2 separate regions of the Mus musculus genome follow, and region 1 is linked to region 2. A link is a contact called in public HiChIP or PLAC-seq data. All regions are on one chromosome and are shown on one strand. Each heading gives the region's core, a stretch centred on a gene start, on an enhancer-like site or on the middle of the called end of the contact. The rest is flanking DNA. Distances are from core to core; before and after follow the strand shown.

Region 1 (5,507 bases), core at 2,488-4,987, 38 kb after region 2:
CTCTACATGTAAAACCAGAGGCACAACAGGACAAGCAGAGTACTAACCTAAAAAGCTTCAAGATAAAAAAAAAGAAACAGCCTCTGGGCAGTAGTGGCACCCCTTTAATCCCAGCACTTAGGAGGCAGAGGCAGGCGGATTTCTGAGTTTGAGGCTAGCCTGGTCTACAGAGTGAGTTCCAGGACAGCCAGGGCTAAACAGAGAAACCCTGTCTTGAAAAACAAACAAACAACAACAACAACAACAACAACAAAAAAGTAACTCTTATGACATCAAATAAACCCAAATATCCCTATACTAAGAAGGGGAAAATAATCAAGTGCCGTGGCTCACAGCCACTATCCTAGCACTCAGGCCGCAGAGGCAAGCAGGGCCCAGAGAAAGAGCGGCAGGAAGGACAGTGAAGCCAGCCCTGGTTACAGAAAGAGAGCTTGTCAAAAAATGACAATAATGCTGGGTGGGGGTAACCACACCTTCGATCCCATCACTCGGGAGGCAGAGGCAGGTGAAACTCTTGAGTTCAAGGCCAGAGCTAGTTCCAGGATGGTCATGGCTATACAGAAACTCTGTATGAAAAACCGATAGATAGATAGATAGATAGATAGATAGATAGATAGATAGATAGATAGATGGATAGATGGATAGATGGATAGATGGATAGATGGATAGATGGATAGATGGATAGATGGATAGATAGGTAGATAGGTAGATAGAAAGATAGGGAAAGGACCCAAATAAGATATATGATATCCAAAATATGAAAAGATGTTTAACATCAGTAATTATAAAAGGAAGGGGGTTCAGCCACATGGCTCAGTGCAAACCTGATGACCTGCGTTCAATCCCTGGAACCTAAAGATGGAAAAAGAAAGCAGACTCCAGAGAGTTGGTTTCTAGACCTTCACATGCAGGCAATGGCACCCATGCACACAGTGGCGCACATGCACCATACACATACCATGTACACACATGCACATTATCTTAAAAAAGAAAGACAATGCTCACCAAAACCATGGGGAACTACTATCTCACAATCTTGTTAGAATAGTCATCAAACACACACACACACACACACACACACACACACACACACACACACACACACACACACAGAGGCCTTGCAGGCTGGCTCAGTGCTATGCTGCCAAGCCTGAACACCTGAGTTTGTTCCCAGAATCCACGTGGCAGAAGGAGACCCCCCAATTCCACAAAGTTATACGTAACCTCCTGCATGTGTGGGTGCATTCACACTCACTGCATGTGCGAAACTAAACCCCAAACACATATGAGGAGTGGAGATGTAGTTGGTACAGTGCTTGCCTAGCACACACGAAGTACTGTGTCCAGTCCTCATCAGGAAGAAAGCAGGGGCTGCACACCTCTCACTCTAGGACTTGGGAACTGAAGCCAGAAGGGTCAGTAAGCAGCCCGGGCTCAATCTTAGCTACACAGTGAGTTCAAGGCCAGCTTGGGCTATCAGGTAAGACCTGGAAAGAAAACCAAAGTGTGTGTTGTGCCGGCAGAGATGAGACTGTTGGGCAGGGAAATGGAACCCTAGCCAACCTTTGCCAACAGATAGGCAAGGCATTTTTGGAACTTTGAAATGAATTGCCCCAGTTTGACTGGAGCCGCAGAGAGACAACACTGAGAGATTGTTCTCTGAATAGAGAAAAAAAGCAAGTTTTTTGTTGATTTGCTGAGCTAGGTAAAGCAGCCCCTTTGCCCCCATTCTTTTTTAGGTGTATGGGTATGAACATTTAGATGTATGGGTATGAACATTTAGATGTATGGGTATGAACATCTTACCTTCATGTATGTATGCACTACGTGCCCAAGAATGCCAGAAGCAGGCATCAGAGCCCCTGGACCTGGAGTTACAGATGGTTGTGAGCTGCCATGTGGGTGCTGGGAATCTAACCCCAGATGCTCTGCAAGAGCAACAATTTCTCTTAACCACTGAGTAAACTCACCAGCCCGTCCTTAGTGGTTTTGTTTTGTTGAGACAGAGTTTCTCTATAGTGTAGCACTGGCTGTCTTGCAACTCCTTATGTAGACCAAGTTGATTTTCATTTGTGTCTGCCCTCTGAGTGCTGAAATTAAAGGTGTGCGCCATCTTGTGCTGCGTCTTCATTGTGGTCTCAGTGGGGTCTCGGAGCATGAGGCCCTTTGGATTTGGGCGGCTATATGATATCCAAAATATAAAAAGATGTTTAACATAAGTAATTATAAAAGGAAAGGGGTTCAGCCACATGGCTCAGTACAAACCTGATGGCCCTCTTCCCTGCGTCCCCTGAGCTTGCAGAGTCTCCATCTCTTCTGCGAGGCCCACTTCGGCTTCCCTGCAGGCACCCGGGGCCAAGCTCCTGCAGGCACCCGGGGCCAAGCTCCTGCAAGCACCACGTTCTGAGGCGCACGGATAACAGATTAATAGTCTATTTTTTTAAAAAAGATTTGTTTTTATTTATATGTATACATGTTTTGTGTGTCTGGGCAAATGAGTGTCGTATGTTTACGGTGCCTTCAGAGGCCAGAAGAGAGCACTGGGTCCCCTTGAACTGTAGTTACAGGTAGTTGTGAGTCCCCTAATTTGGATGTGGGGAACCTAACTCAGGTTCTCTGAAATAGTACGTGCTCTTAAACTGTGGAGCGATCTCTGTAGCCGTAGATGTTCAGGTTCTCCTCCCCTGTCGTTGGGATTGAGTCCATTACTTCCTACATGCCAGGCAAGAGTCCTACTACTAAGCTATAATGCCAACCCTCTTTTTACCTAGACAGGTTTTAAGCCCAGGCTGTCCTTGATTTTGGGATTCTCCTATCTCAGCTTCCCCAGTAGTTTGAGTTACAGGTCTGTGCCACCAGAATGGAAATTTGGTACTCTTGCATCGGCCAGTAGCACAGTTTCAAATGATGTTTTTCTTTTCTTCGAGACAGAGTTTCTCTGTGTAGCATCCTCGAACTCAAGACATCTGCCTGCCCCTGTCTCCTGGGTGCTGGGATTAAAGATGTGGCCACCACTGCCCTGAGAAAGAGTCTTTCCTTTTTGTGCAAGTAATGGGCAAGTTGAGTGACCAGCTAATTCCAGAAACAGAATTCTGAGTTTCTCTTGTAGCTAGTGTCATTGTCCTGTTATCTTGGTCTTGTCAGTATGGACCCTACAATGTGCTAAAGGACTTTCGATTTATTTATTAACTGCATCTGACTCCGTGTTTCTGGGAAGATTAGTTAAGTCAACCATCTAGGAAAACACGAAAGATCCTGGATATAGTGGCCATATAATGAATTGGTTAAATTGCAACAATCTGAAGGCCTGACCATTAAAAACAAAAAGTTCTCAGTATATAAACTACACATTGGAGACGTAGATCTGTTGTAAAGCAGAAAACATCATAAACTGAGATCAGTCTGTGTTTAACTTGGAGTGATGCCTAAAGTGTAACTGTCATCCAGTTAGTTCCGGTTGAATTTCAGGGGAAATCCCACTGGCTGCCAGGGTCTCAGAGTTTAAAAGCACACCGAGGAGAGGTTGGCTCCGGGCGTCACCCAGCCGGGTCACACCAGGGACCCTCGCAGGGCGCCTACGGAAACCGAAGCGGCTTGCTGCGGCTGCGGGAAGGCTGATCGCCGCGGGCGGTGAGATAACAGCCCAAGAGCGCTCAGGATGCTGAGTCCTCCGCCGCTTCCAGTTCGCGACTTGATTTGCGACAGCCTGCTTTGCGGCTCTCGGCGCCTTCTGACTTGACTTACGGCCTTTCCTTCTGTTTTTCTTTGGGCGAGGACTCTGAGCTTGCAGAGTCTCCATTCCTTCTGCGAGGCCCTCTCCGGCTTCCCGGCAGGCACCCGGACCGAGCTCCTGCGTGCACCGCGTTCCGAAGCGCGTGAGTGAGGACGGTCCTCGCCGGGGTGGTTCTAGCGGGGTCGGGGAGCGTGGGGCCTTTCGGATTCGGGCGGCTGCTGGACACGCCCGGCACGGGGGCGTCTCCACCGGGGAGGCCGAGCCCTGAAGCCCCCACGGTTGCGCTGGATCTGGAGGGAGGCGCCTGGTCCGGGGTTGCTGACCGCGTGCTCGGGAGCACCGTGCGACACGCGCGCTGACTGTTAACAGGACTGTCTAGGACAGGGTGAAGTCGGAGGGAGTCGGTGGGGCTGAGAAGAAACTGTGGACTTGAGGAGTTTGACATTCAGGGTAGCCTTTCTGGACTTTGAAAAACGAAGCGTGCATTAGTACGGTTAAATTCACTCCTCGGGGGTGTACAGTTCTCTGGTTACTCATATGCTTGGGGGTTGTGTAACCCCTAGCAACATCGAATTCCATAACATTTTCATCACTCCTAAATAAATCCAGAAGCCACAGTTAGCTCTCCCTCTCACTTTTCCCGTCATCCTAGGACCCCCGTCTGCTTTGTCAGTGAACCTGTTTCACTTGTATGAAATACAGTACTTTGTGTGGGTTTCGGTGGGATCTGTTCCGCAGAATAAAGTTCCGATGTTTGTATCTCGTTTGAATTATCCATCAGTTGATTAAGTTGATGGTCATCTAGGCTGATTCCCCTACATGGCCATCTCAATATTGCTTCTTTAATAAGACCTGGACAATTAACAGCACCAGTTGACATGCCAACTTGGATTGGGGGAGGGGTCTTAAAGGGCCCCGCCCTTAGATGAAGAGCTATACGCAATTAATGACTGTCAGAAAGGGAGAATGGCTTTCCCAGAGATGAACCCCCTAATGGATTACCCAGTACCAAGTGATCAGCCCTAAAATTGTACATGTACATGCTACATTAAACAGACTTAGGGGTTATATTTATTTATTCATATATGTATGTCTCTGTTGTCTGTGTAAAACAAAACAGAAAAAGGCTATGAAGTTGAGAGAGGGATATGAGGGATTGGAGGAGAGAGAGAGGAAATGATGTGAATTATATTTTATTTAAAAAACTGGCTGCTGCTCTTCCCAAGGACCTGGGTTCAATTCCCACCACTCACATGGTGGCTTACAACTGTCTATATCTCTAGTTATAAGGGATACCTTCTTCAGTACTTGTGGTGCACAGATAAGCATGCAGGCAAAACACACATACTTATATAATACAAACATTAATTTTTTTTTTTTTTTTTTTTTGGTTTTTTCAAGACAGGGTTTCTCTGTGTAGACCTGGCTGTCCTGGAACTCACTTTGCAGACTAGGCTGGCCTTGAACTCAGAAATCCGCCTGCCTCTGCCTCCCAAGTGCTGGGATCAAAGGCGTGTGCCACCATCACCTGGCTGTTTTTTTTTTTTTTTTTTTTTTTTTTTTAAAGAATCAAAATTTCTAATCTTTAAAAAAAAATGCAGGCTGGAGAAATGGCTCAGTGGCTAGGAGTAGTGGCTCTTCTTTCAGAGGACCTGAGTTCAATTTCCAGCACCCACATGTCTATAACTTCCATTGCAGAGGACCCAGCACCCTCACATATATGCAGACAAACACCAATGCACATAAACAGTTTTTAAAACAATGTTAGCTGGGT
Region 2 (5,990 bases), core at 2,046-4,545:
GACAAGGCCTAAATCTGTTTTCAAGAACTGGGCAATTTCAGGCAAATCCGGTACCCAGAAGCTGCCCTGCCACCTGGCCTGAGGCAAAGACAATGAGTCAGTAGAAGTTTCCTCAGCTACTTTCTCAGCAAGTTTCCAGACCTCCCCAGCAAGTTTCCAGCCCCCACACCCCGGTAATGGAATGTCCGTAGAGATGGACTCAACAGATTAACATTAAAGGTCACCTACCCCATAATTCCCTAGTGTGCTTTAAATCAGGCCTGCAAGCTCACTTGGTTGTCTCTCTATTCTAGTAACGCTTGACTTCTGCAGAATAAAACACTCTTTGTGTTACGTACTATTTGAGTCCTATTGTTCGTCGAGTCACAGACCCTTACTCTCAGGTCCTTTGCAAAAGCAGCACAAGCTCTTAACCACTGAGCCCTCTCTCCAATGTGTATTAGCTTTTTTGTAAGACCTGTACTTCTCTGCTTTCATTTTGCTTTGATAAAGCACTGACTAAAAGCAACTTTGGGATAAATAGGGTTTTTGACATACATACATACATACATACATACATACATACATACATACATACATACATACATAATCACAGTCCATTGAGGGGAGCTATGGAAGGACCTGAATGAAGCAGAAGCCATGGAGGAACACTGATTCCTGGCTTGCTCCTCATGCCCTGCTTAGCCTACTTTCTCATACACTTCAGTGCTGCCTGCTCGGTGGTGACACTGCCCACAGTAAGGCGGACCCTCCCACATCGGCCAATCAAGAAAGTGCCTCACAGATTTGCCTGCAAACTAAACTGATGGAGGCAGTTCCTCAATCGAGAGTCCCTCTTTCCAGATACGTTTTATGTTTGTGTCAAAGTGACACAGACACACACACACACACACAAATCCACAATGATCACAAATCACAATATGAAAATATCTTGTGTAATAAAAAGTTATGAATTGTCGGTGGATGCTTTTCCGCTAACATGCCAGAGTGGAATATTTGTGAGCGAGATTATATTGCCTATAAAAACACAAGGCTTACTTGCTGATGCTACTAAATTTCTTTGTTCCTATTTTTTATTTAAAAAGAAAACATATTCATGCTTGAATACTGATATAGTACTAGAAATGTATCTAATTTAGTTGGTTTATTTCAGAAGGGGGCTTTGAAATGGGGTCTCACATATTCCAGGCTAGCCTCAAACACACTTTGTTACCAAGGTTGACCTTGAAATCCTGATGCTTCTGCCTCCACCTCCCAGTGGTGGAATCTCCGGTGTATGCCGCCGGACTTCTAAATCTAAAAATTCTTACACATATTGTTATAGTTGCTCTTTCCACAGAAGTCCCCACTACTAGCTGTATTGGTTATATTTCTCTTGCTGTGATAAAACACCAGGACCACTGGAACTTAAAGGAAGAAAGATTATTTCTTACAGTTTCAGAGGAGTAAGAGTCCATAATGTGAGAGAAGAGGCAATGGCAGCCAGAACAGGAATCCCAGAGCTCACGTCTTCAAAGTCAAAGCACAAAGCAAAGACAGGTCTAGCAGGACTAGGTCTTAAGTTCTCAAAGCCCTCCAGAGACATATTTTCTTTAGCAAGGCTACACCTAAACTTCCCCATACAGAACCACTTCTCCTGGACCAAGTCTCCAGATACCCAAGACCATGGAGGGCATCCCTCATTCATCACACTAGCCTGTCCTTATAACTCAAGTATAGAAGAAAATTACCATCTTCTATTTCAGCACCATGCCACCCTTTTTTTTGAATAGGAGCTCTTTCCATGTGACAAAGGCTGACCTGGGACTCACTAGGTAGCCTAGGGTGGCCCCAAGTCCATGGTGATGTTCCTGCCTCAGCTTCCCAAGGCCTAGGATTACAGCATCTGCTACTGTATCCATCTCTCAGTTCTTTCCTCCATGGGAGATGGTGAATCAAAAGCCTACTTTGTTACAAGTGTGAGTTTTTTCTTTCTTCTTTGGGTTTGTTTGAAGCATGACTCCATGGAGCTAACTCTAGCCATGAACTCAATCTACAAAGAGCCAGGATTACAAGCATGCACATACAGCCACAGATTTTGTTTAAAAAGAGAAAAAAAAAAAAGATGTGTATGAGAGTTTTGTCTGGTTGAGTATATGGTACACTACTTTTCTGTCTGGTGCCTGGGAAGGCTAAGAGGGCATCAGACCCTCTGAAAGAACAGCCAGGGCTCCAAGCCACTGAGCCATCTCTCCACTACCATAGGTGTATTCTTAGACCAAAGCTAATTCAAGAGAAGGCGTAGTAATCTGAGAGATAGGTGATGTGCTTGGTTTTAGGGTTTTCTGTTGTTGTTGCTGTTTGTTTGAGACAATCTCTCACGTAGCTGAAGCAGCCTCAGATTCCCTTAGTAACCTAAGCTGACTTACAATTCTGATCCTTCTTCTTCCGTGTCCTGGTGCTGGGGCTAGAACCCAGGGCTCTGTGCATTCTAGGCCAGCACTCTACATCCCCGCCTCTTAAAATACGTTAAATGGATAAAATTAAACTTTTTTTGAGGTGCTGAGAATCAAACTCATGGCTCATATCAGCAAGTGATCTACCACTAAGCTACACCCTTAGCCTGAAAATCATACATTTAAATGCAGTAGGGTACGGGGCTAAAGAGGTGGCCCAGCAGTTAAGAGCACTTGTTGCTCTTCCAGAGGACCCAGATTCAGTTCCCTGCACCCACCTGGCAAGCTGTACCACTGCTATCATGCAGTAGACAAGGGCAGGAAACACGGCAGTAAAAATACCCTATCTACCGACCCACCCTCAACAATGAGACAAAGTAACTAGTCTTGAAACCTAGCCAAATTACTAATAACTACCATGGTGATGCTTAAAGAAAATGCTTCCCACCTCCTGAAGCCTTCCTGCCACTGAAGCACCCCACCCAGCTCCATTCTCTGCACAAGACCTCTGAATCACTACATCCATCCTGTGCCACCCAGATCCTTCCAGTTCAGCCCGGCTTGCATGTGAAGCTCGGAGATCTAGAAGCCACTTCATTGCCTGGCACGATGTGTTAGTATTCTGTGGTAGGTAACTTCACAAAATGAGGCGCTACTGTCCCCCATTCCACGAGTCCTTACATTGATACTCTGATACTCTGTCTTTGAGAGGGAAGACTGCGTTTTCTTTGGAGGCTAGATAATCGGAGGCAGTGCAGCTTTCTGCTTTTTTGGAATGCTGGCTCTCAGTGCCCAGTCATATGCCAGGAAAAACTCCAGGCAGCTGGTGAAAAAGCCCATGCGGAGAGGAACATGGACTGAGCCCGGAACTCAGATGCACTCTGGGCCAGGAGCCAGCACTTCCTTGCCAGTCATGGAGTGCACTGGCTTGAAAACCAGATCTTGCAGCCTCCAGCCTGCTATCCTGACTAATCCACAGAGTGAGAGGTGAAGCAAGATTCATGAGCAACATAAATGATGACGTGTTCCTAACAAAGGAGCAAATTAATAAGCACAAAACTCATTTTACCAAGATAATACTTTTTGGTAGATTTTCTTGTTGTTGTTGTTGTTGTTTGTGTTTTCAAGACAGGGTTTCTCTGTGTAGCCCTGGCTGTCCTGGAACTCATTCTGTAGACCAGGTTGGCCTCGAACTCAGAAATCTGCCTGCCTTTGCTTCCCAAGTGCTAGGATTAAAGGCATGCACCACCACTGCCCGGCTTGGTAGATATTTTTTATTGATTTAAAATTTTTAGTATATATACTAAATATATACATATATGTGTGGATATGTGCACATGAGTGTAGGTAACTGCGGCATCCAGAAGAGGGCATGAGATCCCCTGGAGCTGGAGTAGAAGCAATAGTAGTAAGACAGTTGTTGTGAGTGCTGAAAATTGATCTAAAGTCCTCTCAAAGAAAAATAGTTCTGAGCCATCTTTCCAGCCCCAGTACCTTTTTTTCTTTAAAAAAGACATGATCTTTGGGGTGGGACTAGCTCAGTTGACAAAGTGCTTGCCTTAAAACCACAAGGACCTACCTGAATTTGATCCCCCAAATCCATCTAAATGTCAAGTGTTATGGCACTCTTGTGTAATTCCAATTCCAATACAGGAGGCAGAGCCAAGGAGGGTCCCTTGGTTAGTCAATGGTTAGTCAATCTAGCCTAATTGATGAACTCTAGGCCAATGAGAGCCCCTTCCTCAACAAATGTGGACAGTATTCCTGAGAAGGATACCCAAGGTTGTCCTCTTGACTGCCACAGGCACCCACCCACATGTACACCTGCATAGTCTTCTACACTAACATGCATACACATGCATAGAGAGGATGGCATGTGTTGGTTAGGCTGCTTTCAAACTCCCAAGCACAAACAATTCTACCACAATACCATTATGCCTGGAAAAATTCTAATTTTGTTTTTGTTTTTAAAGATCTATTTTTATTGTGTATATGCACATGCAGGAAGAGGGTGTGTGTGTGTGTGTGTGTGTGTGTGTGTGTGTGTGTGTGTGTACAGGTACCCAAGGAGTCAGATTCCCCTGGTATTAGATTTACAGGCTATTAGTAGCTACCTGTTATGTGTGCTGGGTACTGAACTCAAGTCCTCTGTAAAAGCAGGATGCCCTCTTAACCACTGAGCCATTTCTCCAGCCCCCATATTTTGAGATAGTGTTTTACTCTGTAGTTCTGGCTAGCCTGGAACTCTTGTAGCTAGCCTAAATTGGCCCTGCACCTCTAGTAGTCTACCTCTGCCTCTTGAACGTTGGAATTAAACGTCACAGTCATTGAAGAAGATCTCAGAAGATGAATTGGCAGAATTAACATAGTAAAAATGGCCATCTTACCAAAAGCAATCTACAGATGCAATGCAATCCCCATCAAAATTCCAATTCATTTCTTCATAGAGATAGAAAGAGCAATTCTCAAATTCATTTGGAACAACAAAAAACCCAAGATAGCAAAACTATTCTCAACAATAAGAGAACTTCTGGGAGAATCACCGTGCTTGACCTCAAGCTGTTCTACAGAGCAAGAGTGATAAAAAAAAAATACTGCACGGTATTGGTACAATGACAGGCAGGTAGATAAATGGAATAAAACTAAAGACCCAGAAATGAACCCACACACCTGTGGTCACTTGATCTTTGACAAAGAAGCTAAAACCATCCAGTGAAAAAAAGACAGCATATTCAACAAATGGTGCTGGCTTAAGTGGAAGTTGGCCTGTAGAAGAATGCAAATCAATCCATTTTTTTTAAGATTTATTTTTATTTGTTTAAAGATTTGTTTATTTATTTTATGTACGTGAGTACACTGTAGCTGTACAGATTGTTGTGAGTCTTCATGCGGTTGTTGGGAATTAAATATTAGGACCACTGCTCACTCTGGTCAATCCCACTTGCTCCAGTTGGCCTAGCTCACTCTGGTCAACTCTGCTCGCTCAGTCCCTGCTTGCTCCAACCCAAAGATTTATTTATTATACATTAGTACACTGTAGCTGTCTTCAGATGCACCAGAAGAGGTGTCAGATCTCATTATAGGTGGTTGTGAGCCACCATGTGGTTTCTGGAATTTGAGCTCAGGACCTTCAGAAGAGCAGTCAATGCTCTTACCTGCTGAGCCATCTCACCAGCCCCCAAATCAATTCATTCTTATCTCCTTGTACAAAGCTCAAGTCCAAGTGGACCAAGGATCTCCACATAAAACCAGATACTCTGAATCTAATAGAAGAGAAAGTGGGAAAGAGCCTTGAACACATTGGCACAGGGAAAATTTTCCTGAACAGAACACCAATGGCTTATGCCCTAAGATCAACAATCGACAAATGGGACCTCATAAAATTGCAAAACTTCTGTGAGGCAAAGGACACTGTCAATAGACAAAACGGCAACTCACAGATTGGGAGAAGATCTTTACCAACCTTACATCCAAGAGAGGGCTAATATCCAAAATGTACAAAGAACTCAAGAAATTAGACTCCAGAGAACCAAATAACCCTATTGAAAATGGGGT

The links. HiChIP or PLAC-seq counts read pairs in DNA pulled down with a chosen protein or histone mark.
Region 1: a contact with region 2 is called in an H3K4me3 HiChIP or PLAC-seq map of neural progenitor cells, with 58 read pairs. The contact joins the promoter of Rad52 here to the enhancer-like site in region 2. A contact is called at or near these places in 2 of 39 promoter capture datasets (hematopoietic stem and progenitor cells and macrophages), 2 of 15 datasets of contacts at CTCF or cohesin (CD8 T cells and the NIH/3T3 cell line), 43 of 484 Hi-C or Micro-C datasets (the BV-2 cell line, the C2C12 cell line, the C3H10T1/2 cell line and 29 more), 11 of 115 datasets of contacts at active chromatin or transcription factors (the HPC-7 cell line, bone marrow-derived macrophages, embryonic midbrain and 4 more) and 4 of 9 other capture datasets (adipose tissue, embryonic stem cells, liver and 1 more).

The regions. Positions count from the first base shown.
Region 1 is chr6:119,898,961-119,904,467 of GRCm38.p6, forward strand. Rad52 (RAD52 homolog, DNA repair protein) reads left to right here and starts at 3,738. Exons shown (of 12, transcript NM_001166381.1): 1 at 3,738-3,875.
Region 2 is chr6:119,861,561-119,867,550 of GRCm38.p6, forward strand. No RefSeq gene overlaps it. Among named protein-coding and RNA genes, the nearest start is that of 3110021A11Rik, 16 kb to the left of the region's middle. Within about 2 kb of position 3,296, at least 66 of the 459 cell types and tissues checked have an H3K27ac peak or open chromatin away from gene starts, as enhancers often do. A contact at or near this core is called in the C3H10T1/2 cell line, brain, cerebellar granule neurons and 6 more, where this site is marked.